Linked DNA regions of Mus musculus: region 2 is linked to region 1. Evidence: chromatin contacts called from public Hi-C data. All regions are on one chromosome and are shown on one strand. The core of a region is the stretch at or near the end of the contact, and the rest is flanking DNA. Distances in the headings are between cores, read along the strand shown. Region 1 overlaps Lrch1 (leucine-rich repeats and calponin homology (CH) domain containing 1). Region 2 overlaps Lcp1 (lymphocyte cytosolic protein 1).

Region 1 (4,961 bases), core at 1,595-4,094:
CCAGGGTCCCTCAGTAAGAGAGTGAGTGTCCAGGGGATTAAAGATTCTTTCAGAGAAGGAGCCTCAGAGGAATGTGGGGATACGGGTTCTGTGACTATCAGGAAGTTGGCTCTTTTTGCACATTGTTTAGCAGCCAAAAGGGATACCGGGCAGCAGAGATGGCAGCCAAAATACATTCCTTTTCCAGTGTAATAACATCTTGTGGACCAGACAAACCTCTACACTGGCAATAGCTCCAAACCAATTCCAGCTAAGCTGAGGGAGCACGGGTTTCTGAGGAGCAATCCAGGCCCAGCTGGTCGCGTTTCCTCTGAGAATCGGAAACCCACGCCCTTCATCCTGGAAGCAGTCTGATTAAATGCTATAAAGAAGTTGAGTCTTTCACACCTCCCTTCTCTGAAATGAGCCTGCTATGCCAAAGTCTGCGTTCTAAGATTCACAACACCAACTGCTGCCAGGTCCTGTGCTCTTCTGGGCTGTTTGAGCTTCTTCTGGTACTCTGACACCTTTCCAGCCGTTTAAAATAGATTTTCAGGCTTGCCTGTGTGGTGTCAGCTCTAAGTGCCTGTTGCTATAGAGCAGCAGGCTTGCTGAATCAGTTTTATTGTTCTTGGCCACGTTTCTTGGACAAAGACATTTTCAAACAGGAAGACACAGGGGGCACATACACTAAACTAACATAACCTTTGGTTGTGAACACCAAAAAGCAAAGATGAAAAGCCTCGACGATTCAAACACGGGCTACATAAACAGCAACACATCAATGTTTACCACAAATGTTACATTTCCATCGTGTGAGAAATTCGGGAAACACTTTCATGTTTCTAACTGCAGTTCATGGTAAAGATGTTTTCACGTGTGAATTAGTCCTGCCTCTTGAGAGACGAGAGGGTCTTTGGCACAAAGCAGCTATTTGAAAATTGCAGATTGCACCAAGAGATTCTACCAGCCAAGAACCTGGCTAGGCAGCTGCAACATGTCCCTGCTCCTCCACCAGTACCACCACCACCACCATCATCATCATCACCACCACCACTGTCATGACCATGACTGTTGTCAAATATTTATGGCCGCCTACACGGCCATAATATACAATGTTTCTCAGGGGATGGAACCAACTTTGAACGTTTGCCATAAACTCAAAGTATCTTTATATGGGATCTTTTTCTATTTTAGAATGTACAAAATTAGCAAGTCCTGCTTATAATTTATTAAGAAAAGGAGAAATTTTAAATATAGCAAGAACAGGGCTGTCCCTGAGGCTCTGTGACAGAGCACAAGCGTTCTGAGGACAGTGCTCAGTTTGATCCCCACTGTCACAGAAACAAAAGAAAATGAATGAAACAACACTTAAAACGAAACAGAGGAGTGCTTGATGTTAAGTACAGGAACAAGATCTGGGAAGGCGGTTTATCTGTACCACTTTATCTAAAGAGTCTTCCTAATTAATAGACGATAGGGGGGGGGGTGAGGGAAAAGGAGAGGGAGAGAAGGAGGGGGGAGGGGGGAGGGCGAGGGAGAGAGGGAGGGAGAGAGAGAGAGAGAATATGAATGAATGAGAACCAAGCACCAAGCACCAAGCACCACAGAAAAGAAAATGTTTTAGTTGCTTATAAAAGGAGAGGACTCAGGGCAGCAAATGGCTCTAGGGTTCTGTCCGCCAACCTGGGCTCCTAACTTCAATCCCTAGAACACACGTTGAAAGCAGAAATCAGACTCCCAAGCTGTTCCACACATACAGCCAAAGAATGGATATTTAAATTCAAAGACCCCCGTATTTGTTAAGGTTGTCGCCCAGATATGACCTCCTAAGCCCCTCCGGTTACTAGCTTGCAGCCAGCTGGAGTCAGGGCCAGTCTGAGTCAGGAAGCTGTCTGTCACACAGAAGACTCAAGTGTTGTGATGTAACTCAACAGCATTGTCTAGACAAGGTTATACATATTTGTAAGTAAACAAATTTGCTAGTCACCTACTGTTTCAAAAACAAACAAAAACAAACAAAGAAATCTCAGGCAAGAGCAGTGTGATATTCATCCTACCAAAACCATTCCCAAGCCTAGAAATAACGGAAGCTCAAAGACAGGTAGTACTAGCAAGTACAGCTCCGAAATCGGTTACTCAAGCAGCAATTAAGGACTCTAACTGAATAACAACGTAACACTCAAAACCTCCCTCATCATCATTTCATATTTACATATTCATATACGGGCATCAAAAATGTCACCCTGAAACTGGCCTAATGGGGGAGGGCCCAGCCCACTGTGGGTGGTACTGCCCCTGGGCAGGTGGTCCTGGGTTGTGTAAGAAAGCAGACTGAGCAAGGCAGAGGAAGCAAGCCTGTAAGCAGCACCCTTCCATGGCCTCTGCATCAGCTCTTGCCTAGAGCTACAGACCAGACGCCCCTCCATGATGGACAGTAAGCTAGCTGTAAGCCAAACAAACCCGAGTTACCCTTGGTCAGAATGGTTGATCACAGAAAACCCAGGAAGTTTAGTATGTTGGGTTCTCAAAATGGCTCATGGGCTAAAGGCACTTGCAACTAAGTCTGGGGACCTGAGTTCAATCCCCAGGACCCACAAAGATAAATGAAAGAAGTGACTGCTGTTAAGTTGCCCTCTGACCTGCGCGCACACACACACACACACACACACACACACACACCACAGTGCACAGTACTTGCCGCACACAAAAGAAATTTAAGATATAATGAAATAGAAGAGGAGGGGGAGGAAGAGGAAGTGGAAGAGGAAGAGGAAGCAGCAATAGCAGTAGTAGCAGCAGTGCGTAGCCTTTTAAAAAGCTCAGAGGCTGCCGTATATGTTTGATACTTCCTCACATAAAGCAGTAAGAGACAGGCTCTTTCTTATCTTTCATTCCTTATAGCGTGCTCCTTCAAAGATCACAGGCTCAGTGCAAGAACCTGAACGGTCTCGGCCCTGCTAATATTCACGGTAGGAAATGTAGGAAAGGAAAAACAGACAAAAATTTAAAATTACAAATAAAACTGGGAGATGAGACACCATGGTGAAATTAAGCAAGCCACAAAGTACATTTAGCAGTTTCCCCATCCCTCATGCAGAAATTCACCACAGAACGCCCACTGCATTAGTCTGTGTTCATCGCCAATAGGTTCTTAGTCTCTCTCTCTCTCTTTTTTTAAGTTTTTAACTGTTTTTAGACTATTTTATGTGTATGGGTAATTTGTTTGCATGCATTTCTGTATACTCCTTGCAGTCTTGGTACCAGAAGAGGGCACTGGACTCCGGGAACTGGAGTTACAGACCCTACGTGAGTGACAGGAATTGAACCTTGGTCCTCTGGAAAAGCAGCCAGTGATCCTAACTGCAGAGGCATTTCTCCAGTCCCTTTCCAGTCAAGAATTCCGAGGCCCAGGCTTGATTCTATCCTTTCTACTCATCTGAGGGCAGCAATAATTCACTCTCAAATGAGCGCAACCTAGAACTCCTCAGAACACACTCAACATTAATATTAAAAAAAAAAAAAAACAATTAAGATTAGATCACCAACATTTTTAAGATTTTATAGTCAACTATGCCCCAAAGTTCTGGTGCACATGGACTTAACATGAAGCTATGTTACACTAATTTACTTACTATCGTAAGCTAACTATTAGGATAAAAATGCTATAACAGAACAGAAGTGGGTAAGTAAGCACAAGGGCTGCATTGGCTTTGGCAACAATTGTAGTTCATGAATAAATCTCTTGAGAAGTCAGGGAACCAGAAACTACAGACACTGCTGTGTCGGCTCCCAGACAAGTCCTGGGGAGCAGGCTTCTGCTGTAGGTGAAGCTAGACAGACTAACCAGAAACCTGTGGAACTGAAAATTAGCTAGGTGAACCTGCAGACTACCCTAACAGTACCTTACATTTTATTTTTTTTAAATAATAATAATAATAATAATAAATTAAAGCTAATGACAACTGCACCTCGGAATGTTTTTAACCTTGAGGGGAAAATGTACATTCCTAGACTCATGATGGCAGCCCTCTTTGCTGTTTCGGCTACAAACAAAGCAGAAGGCCTCTAATTTTTCAGGAGCCAACTAAAACAAAATGGAAACCAGAAGAACAAGAAGCCCGCTGGTGTCATTATCTGTTATAAAGAGCCACTGTGTCTGGCTTGCTGGGAATTTTGAGCTTTAAAATTGAGTGTGTTTGTTATGCGGCACAAGCCTCTTCTCTGACTAGGCTCTACCCCTTACACACCAAAATGCTGGCAGCTCGAGGAAGGACTTGGGCTGGAACCTGGGAAGTTGTTTCCATTCAGGTACAGGGAGCAGAACAACTGTATCCCCTCTCCTGAAAGAGGCAGGGCCTGACCAGAGCAGCCAGCTAGCTGCAAAGTCTAAACCCAAGGTTTAAAACAATTAGTGTCCTTGAAACCCTAGAGCTAGTCTGCAGCATTAAAGTGTTACACGATGCTATACAATGTAGACTGAGGGAAGCCAATGTAGACTGAGGGAGGCATGCTCAGCAAACCCTGGCTTAATTCAATTGAATTAAAATTACCTAGGGCACTCAATCCCTGACCCCCTACCCCCAACTCTCACCCTGGCTGTCCTGAACTCACTCTGTAGACCAGGCTGGTCTCAACCTCAGAGATCCACCTGCCTCTGCCTCCCAAGTGCTGGGATCAAAGGATTGTGTCACTTTTTTAAAGAGACTGAACTTACAAAGAATGGGTTTTCCCCCTTCCTCTTGAAACACCTTAACTATCATTCTTTTTCAGTTTCACCTCCCCTCTTCCTTCAAAAGCTGCATGAATTCTTGAAGATAGCACACTAGCATCCTTACACACGCCATCAAACAGGGCACAGTGATGCTACATAAGTCGTTCCCTTTCAGGACCCTGCCCTGCTGACATCCGGGGAAGCCCAGCACCTGAGCAACAAAGAGTAACACTAAAGACCCTGTAAATCTAGGACAAAGGTCATTCTT
Region 2 (5,084 bases), core at 568-3,067, 330 kb after region 1:
CCATGTGGTGCCAGATGAAAACCGATTTCTTTTCTGTAAATGGAAGCAACTGCTGTCTATTTTCTGAGCCGTCCTTGGCTCCATTGTTCTCATGTTGCATCCAGGGGAAAGCCTACTTTCATCACCAGTACATCTGATCAACATCATGTCAAGCATTTGAAATATACTTGCTATATTATTTCCTCATATATCCAGGTATAAAGTTGACATTGTTATCTCTTTATTTCCTAAGGCTTAGGGATGTTTCTTAAGGGATTTATCTACAGGTCATAGCAGTAGCTCATAGAGTCCAGATTCACAGCTGCCTTGTCCATTTTAAGCGCATTTCTTTTCTTTCTTTCTTTCTTCCTTTCTTTCTTTCTTTCTTTCTTTCTTTCTTTCTTTCTTTCTTTCTTTCTTTCAGATTTGTTTATTATATGTAAGTACACTATAGCTGTCTTCAGACATCTCAGAAGAGGGCATCAGATCTCATTACGGATGTTTGTGAGCCATCATGTGGTTGCTGGAATTTGAACTCACGACCTTCGGAAGAGCAGTCAGAACTCTTAACCGCTGAGCCATCTCTCCAGCCCCTTAAGTTCATTTCTTAAGAGTGCAAACTGTGAGCTGGGCGTGGTGGCACATGCCTTTAATCCAGAGGCAGAGGCAGAGGCAGGCAGATTTCTGAGTTCAAGGCCAGCCTGGTCTACAAAGTGAGTTCCAGGACAGCCAGGGCTATACAGAGAAACCCCCATCTCGAAAAAAACAAAAAAACAAACAAAATAGGAGTGCAAACTGTGACTATGTAAACTCCATTGGTGAGAGCTGGAGAGCTTGCTCAGAAGGTAAGAGCACGCGCTGCTCTAGCAAAGGACCTGGATTCAGTTCCCAACATCCACAGGGCAGCTCAGAACCCTTAACTCCAGTTCCAGGAAATCTGATGACCTCTCTGGCCTCCTCAGGTACCAGGCACACACATGATGTGTAAGCATGCATTTAGCCACACATACTCACACATGTTAAATAAAAATAAATAAATCTTACATACATGACATTGTAGTCAGGCATATGTCTATCATCCCAACACTCAGAGCCTGAGGTTGGAGAATCAAGAGTAAGGGTCCATCCTGGTCTACATATTGAAACTCTACAACCTAGGTGTCACCTGATGATGTCTTAAGTGTACTTGTCTGGGATTGAGTATTGAATGGTTATTCCTTGTGACATATTCTCTATCAGTAAGAGATCCCAGCTCTGTGTTGGGTGCATCTACTAGTTTGACAGACACTTGAGAAGCAAGCAAATAAGTGCTTGAGGGTTTGTGACATGCAGTCTAACAGTTATGCAAGTACTAGTTTACATTGTGTAGTCACTGAAATTTCCCTCTTGTGACACTTAGAACTTTGACAAAAGAAACATCTCATCATAAACTGGTATTAGTAAATATTTGCTAACTGCCTGTGACTCGTCCTCCTCCCTGCCCACCCCACCCCCTGCCCCGTGTGTGTGTGTGTGTGTGTGTGTGTGTGTGTGTGTGTATGATTGACCTTGTTATCAGAGATTCTAAAGGAACAACTGGGAGCTTGTGTTGCCATTGCTAATGTACAAATATGGTTACTGGTTTCGACTCAAACTAGAATACAAAAAGTGCCTAGAGATTTAGGGAATGAACAATCAGGGCCAAGTGAAGTGCAGGACAACTGAACTTGTACCCAAGGGTGGGGGAGGAGAGCAACAGGGGCCGTTATCTCAGATGCCCAAAGCTCTCTCACTTCTCAGGGCTCGCTGTGGATGTGGTTGGGCTTTTCTTAACATTACTGTGTATTTTCCAAGTCTGGCCACACTTCCTCAACTGTTAGAAGGTACTTTCCACTGTTAGCACTTCAGGCAAGGCAGAGCTCAGAGACCCTTAAAATGAAAGTTAATATCAATGTTGATGGCTTCTAGTATCACTTGCCAGGTCTGCACCATCTGAGGGGCTCCTAAGACTTCAAGCAGGGAACTGGCACACAGAAGCCAAAACACGGGACGCCAAGGTGTCTTAGAGATAGGCCATGGCGTAAAACCTAGATTGGCACTCACACAACACACAGAGTGTATACACAATCAAGTGTGACTTTGGGGTAGTGACTATAATATTTCTTACCTATAGACTAGAAATTTACTCTGCTCCCTAAGATAAGTTTCTAAAAGTTCTGACCTTTGCATCGTTTTTACTGTCTACCCTTTCCTCTCCCCAATTATCACCCCATTTCCTTTATGTGTATCTCACAATTCAGGGATCTCCCCCACCCCAAAATCTTCAGGTTCTTGAATTTTAATGGATGTGTTACCTGACAACTTGGTCAGACGGAAGTAAGATTCTGGACATTCCACTTCTCTATTGAAGTCTCTGACTCACTTCTCTTCTCTGGGGGGCCCCATTTTCCCAACTCCAGCATCTCTGGTTCCCTCTTGACAAAGCAGAGTTTTGTGAGAGGCAATGCTCTAAGGAGGAGCAAGCAAGTACAAGCCAAGGAAACTGTTTCTAGGTGGAAGCGTTTTGTTTACGTTTTATTACCTGTAGTGTGTGTGTGTGTGTGTGTGTGTGTGTGTGTGTGTGTGTGTGTTTGAGGTATAGCCTGTGTCACTGACATTTCCCTTCTAGAAACAAGAGAATCTCAGTTCCGTGCTTCCCTTCTGTGGGGTTTACCATCCAACATCCCTGACTTCAGCCACACCGAACCAGCATCCGCCATCTCTGTAGGCTTTTGTTTGCCTTTCTTTTTACGAAGCTGTTTCCATCTTGGTTATATAGAAAACTCCATAGCGAGTCCCTAGGACTTAGCTTGATGCTGCCTTCTCTGGAAAGCCTTCCCTTTCATTCTTTACCCCATCTCTCTTCCTCATTCCTGCCCCTCCTGCCTCCTGCCTCTTCCTCGTTCCCATCTCCCCATCCTTTCTCCTCCTAGTCCTTCCTCTGACTTTTCCCCTCTTCCCTGGCATAGTCCAGGGCTCCCTTCTCTGAGCTCACAGCACCATGATAACATTTTAAAAATGACTCAGGGTAGTATAGACTTTCCTTCAGTTGACTCTGTGTCTCTGAAAGCATCTTTGTGTTTTCAGTGTGCAAGATAAGACATCTGCTTCACAAAACAACAGTGGATAACTAAAGTATGCAGGACTCCCGGATACAGGACCTCTTTTCACCATGAGAGCCATGGGGACACAGGCAGGAAAAACCAAACCTGGCCGTGGCCTTGCTTGTCTTAACATTTCCTTTAAAATGCTGAGAAATTGGAGAGAAGACATATCTAGAATTTCCCCAGAGATTGCTAGGCCTGAGTTTGTAGCCCCATCATGACACTCACTCAGGCTTTGGCCTTTTGGAGTTTCCTTTTGGGTCACCCTGATGAAGGGCAGAGAACAGATACAGGAATGTGGTAACCAGGACACTTGGAAAGTGAGGAGCCTGCCCCAGTTCACAGCTACATGACCCTAAGCTAGTCATTTAACCTTGTCCCCTCAGTAATGCTCATGGGACTGTGGTGAGAATGTAGAAAAAGCACTCAGCAGATAGTAACTGCTATTGTTATGACCCAAGGCTTTCCACTGCCTTTTAACTACTCTATTGTCTGACTCTAGATGACTAGGCCTATCTAGAGTCTCTGGGTTAAAGATTCCACATAAAAGAGGGGAAAGGTTGACTGACCTTCGAGAAATCTTCTACTCATCTGTTGATTCTAAGCTTCTTAGTTTATTTAGTGCTGCTGTGACCAAATGCTTGAGGCTGGGTAGTGTATAAGTCAGAGAGATTCACTGTTTCCGTTTCAGAGGCTGGAACATCATCCAAGGGTGAGGGGCTACATCCCGTGGTAGCAGGCAGAAGGCAAAAAGGCACAGGCAAGGAAGGGTGAGAGAGGGTAAGCCCCATCTACCAAAAGGGAATTCCTGCCATATTGACATTAAATGGTTGAGGGGGGCTCTGCATTAAACACCGTCATTGTCATTAGCCCTCCCTCTAACACCACACACCACTACATTCCTGATTTCGTTCCTAACACAACTTTGGAGGATACATTTGAACTGCAACGCTGTGTATCTTCCTCTAGGGGGCCATCTGTACCTCTCACCAGGGGAACAGATTCTCCTGAATTCTATGTTGAGTGGTGTCTATTTTCCTTAGCAAAGGAGCCACATCTTACTTTTGTTTTCTCAGCACCTAACACGGGCCCCAGAGCACAGCAGTATTTGGCGATGTCAGTTGGAGGGATAACTGTACACATCTGAGTTTGCTAAGGGCACACGTTTAGCATAGCTGGAAAATGGGTTTCAGAAGCCAGTTAATGATACTCAAATTCCACTCAGGTAGACACTCCACCACTGCATTCTATGAGTCTATGCTTTTTTTTTTTAATCTTCTCTACATAAGCTATTGATTTGGGCTGCTTCTAGAGTTACAGAAACACCGCAGAGGTGTTGTGAAGACTCCTCTTATGCCTGTCCATCAGGTTCCATGTCTCTGCTTTCTCCAAACTGATTTCCAGTTGACCGGTGAGATGGTATGTGTTTCTCATGCAGCATAGTTTTTGAAATGTATTTGCACTGTGTTAAATGACTGAGTTACCTCATGGTTATGCTTTGATGTAGTCAACCCTCTTAGGCCACCTCCTTAGCGTTTTCAAGAGTGTGGCAGACTGTCATCAACTGTAGTCAGCACGGTGTACAGCAGCTTTCCTGAGCTTATTCCTCCATGCAACTGTGACAGTGCATGGCCCCTAGCCACTGTAGCTTCTGGTAGCCACTGCTTTACTTTCAACTTCCATATGTGTGTGTGTGTGTGTGTGTGTGTATGTATGTGTGTGTGTACATATACATATGTGTGTGAGTGTGTGTATGTGTGTGTGTACATATACATATGTGTGTGAGTGTGTGTATGTGTGTGTGTACATATATTCTACATATTAGTGAGATGAAGTAGTATTTGAGTTTCACTTGCTGTCTTCAGGTTCATCTATGTTATTGCACTGACAGAAATTTTCTTCCTGTTTTTTTTAAAAGGGTATAATTCCATTGTGTTTTTATTTTATCATGCGCCACATGTAGATGATGCTTTATTGAGTCAT

The links. A called contact is a pair of places that touch in the nucleus more often than the background predicts.
Region 2: a contact with region 1 is called in a Hi-C map of CD4 T cells, with 2.4 times the contacts expected there. The contact joins two enhancer-like sites. A contact is called at or near these places in 4 of 484 Hi-C or Micro-C datasets (CD4 T cells, LSK cells and effector CD8 T cells) and 3 of 115 datasets of contacts at active chromatin or transcription factors (bone marrow-derived macrophages, effector CD8 T cells and memory CD8 T cells).

The regions. Positions count from the first base shown.
Region 1 is chr14:74,852,892-74,857,852 of GRCm38.p6, forward strand. All of the region lies in intron 2 of Lrch1 (leucine-rich repeats and calponin homology (CH) domain containing 1), which reads right to left. Among named protein-coding and RNA genes, the nearest start is that of Gm52135, 37 kb to the left of the region's middle. Within about 2 kb of position 2,845, at least 21 of the 459 cell types and tissues checked have an H3K27ac peak or open chromatin away from gene starts, as enhancers often do. A contact at or near this core is called in bone marrow-derived macrophages, where this site is marked.
Region 2 is chr14:75,184,619-75,189,702 of GRCm38.p6, forward strand. All of the region lies in intron 2 of Lcp1 (lymphocyte cytosolic protein 1), which reads left to right. Among named protein-coding and RNA genes, the nearest start is that of Gm15628, 50 kb to the left of the region's middle. Within about 2 kb of position 1,818, at least 80 of the 459 cell types and tissues checked have an H3K27ac peak or open chromatin away from gene starts, as enhancers often do. A contact at or near this core is called in bone marrow-derived macrophages, where this site is marked.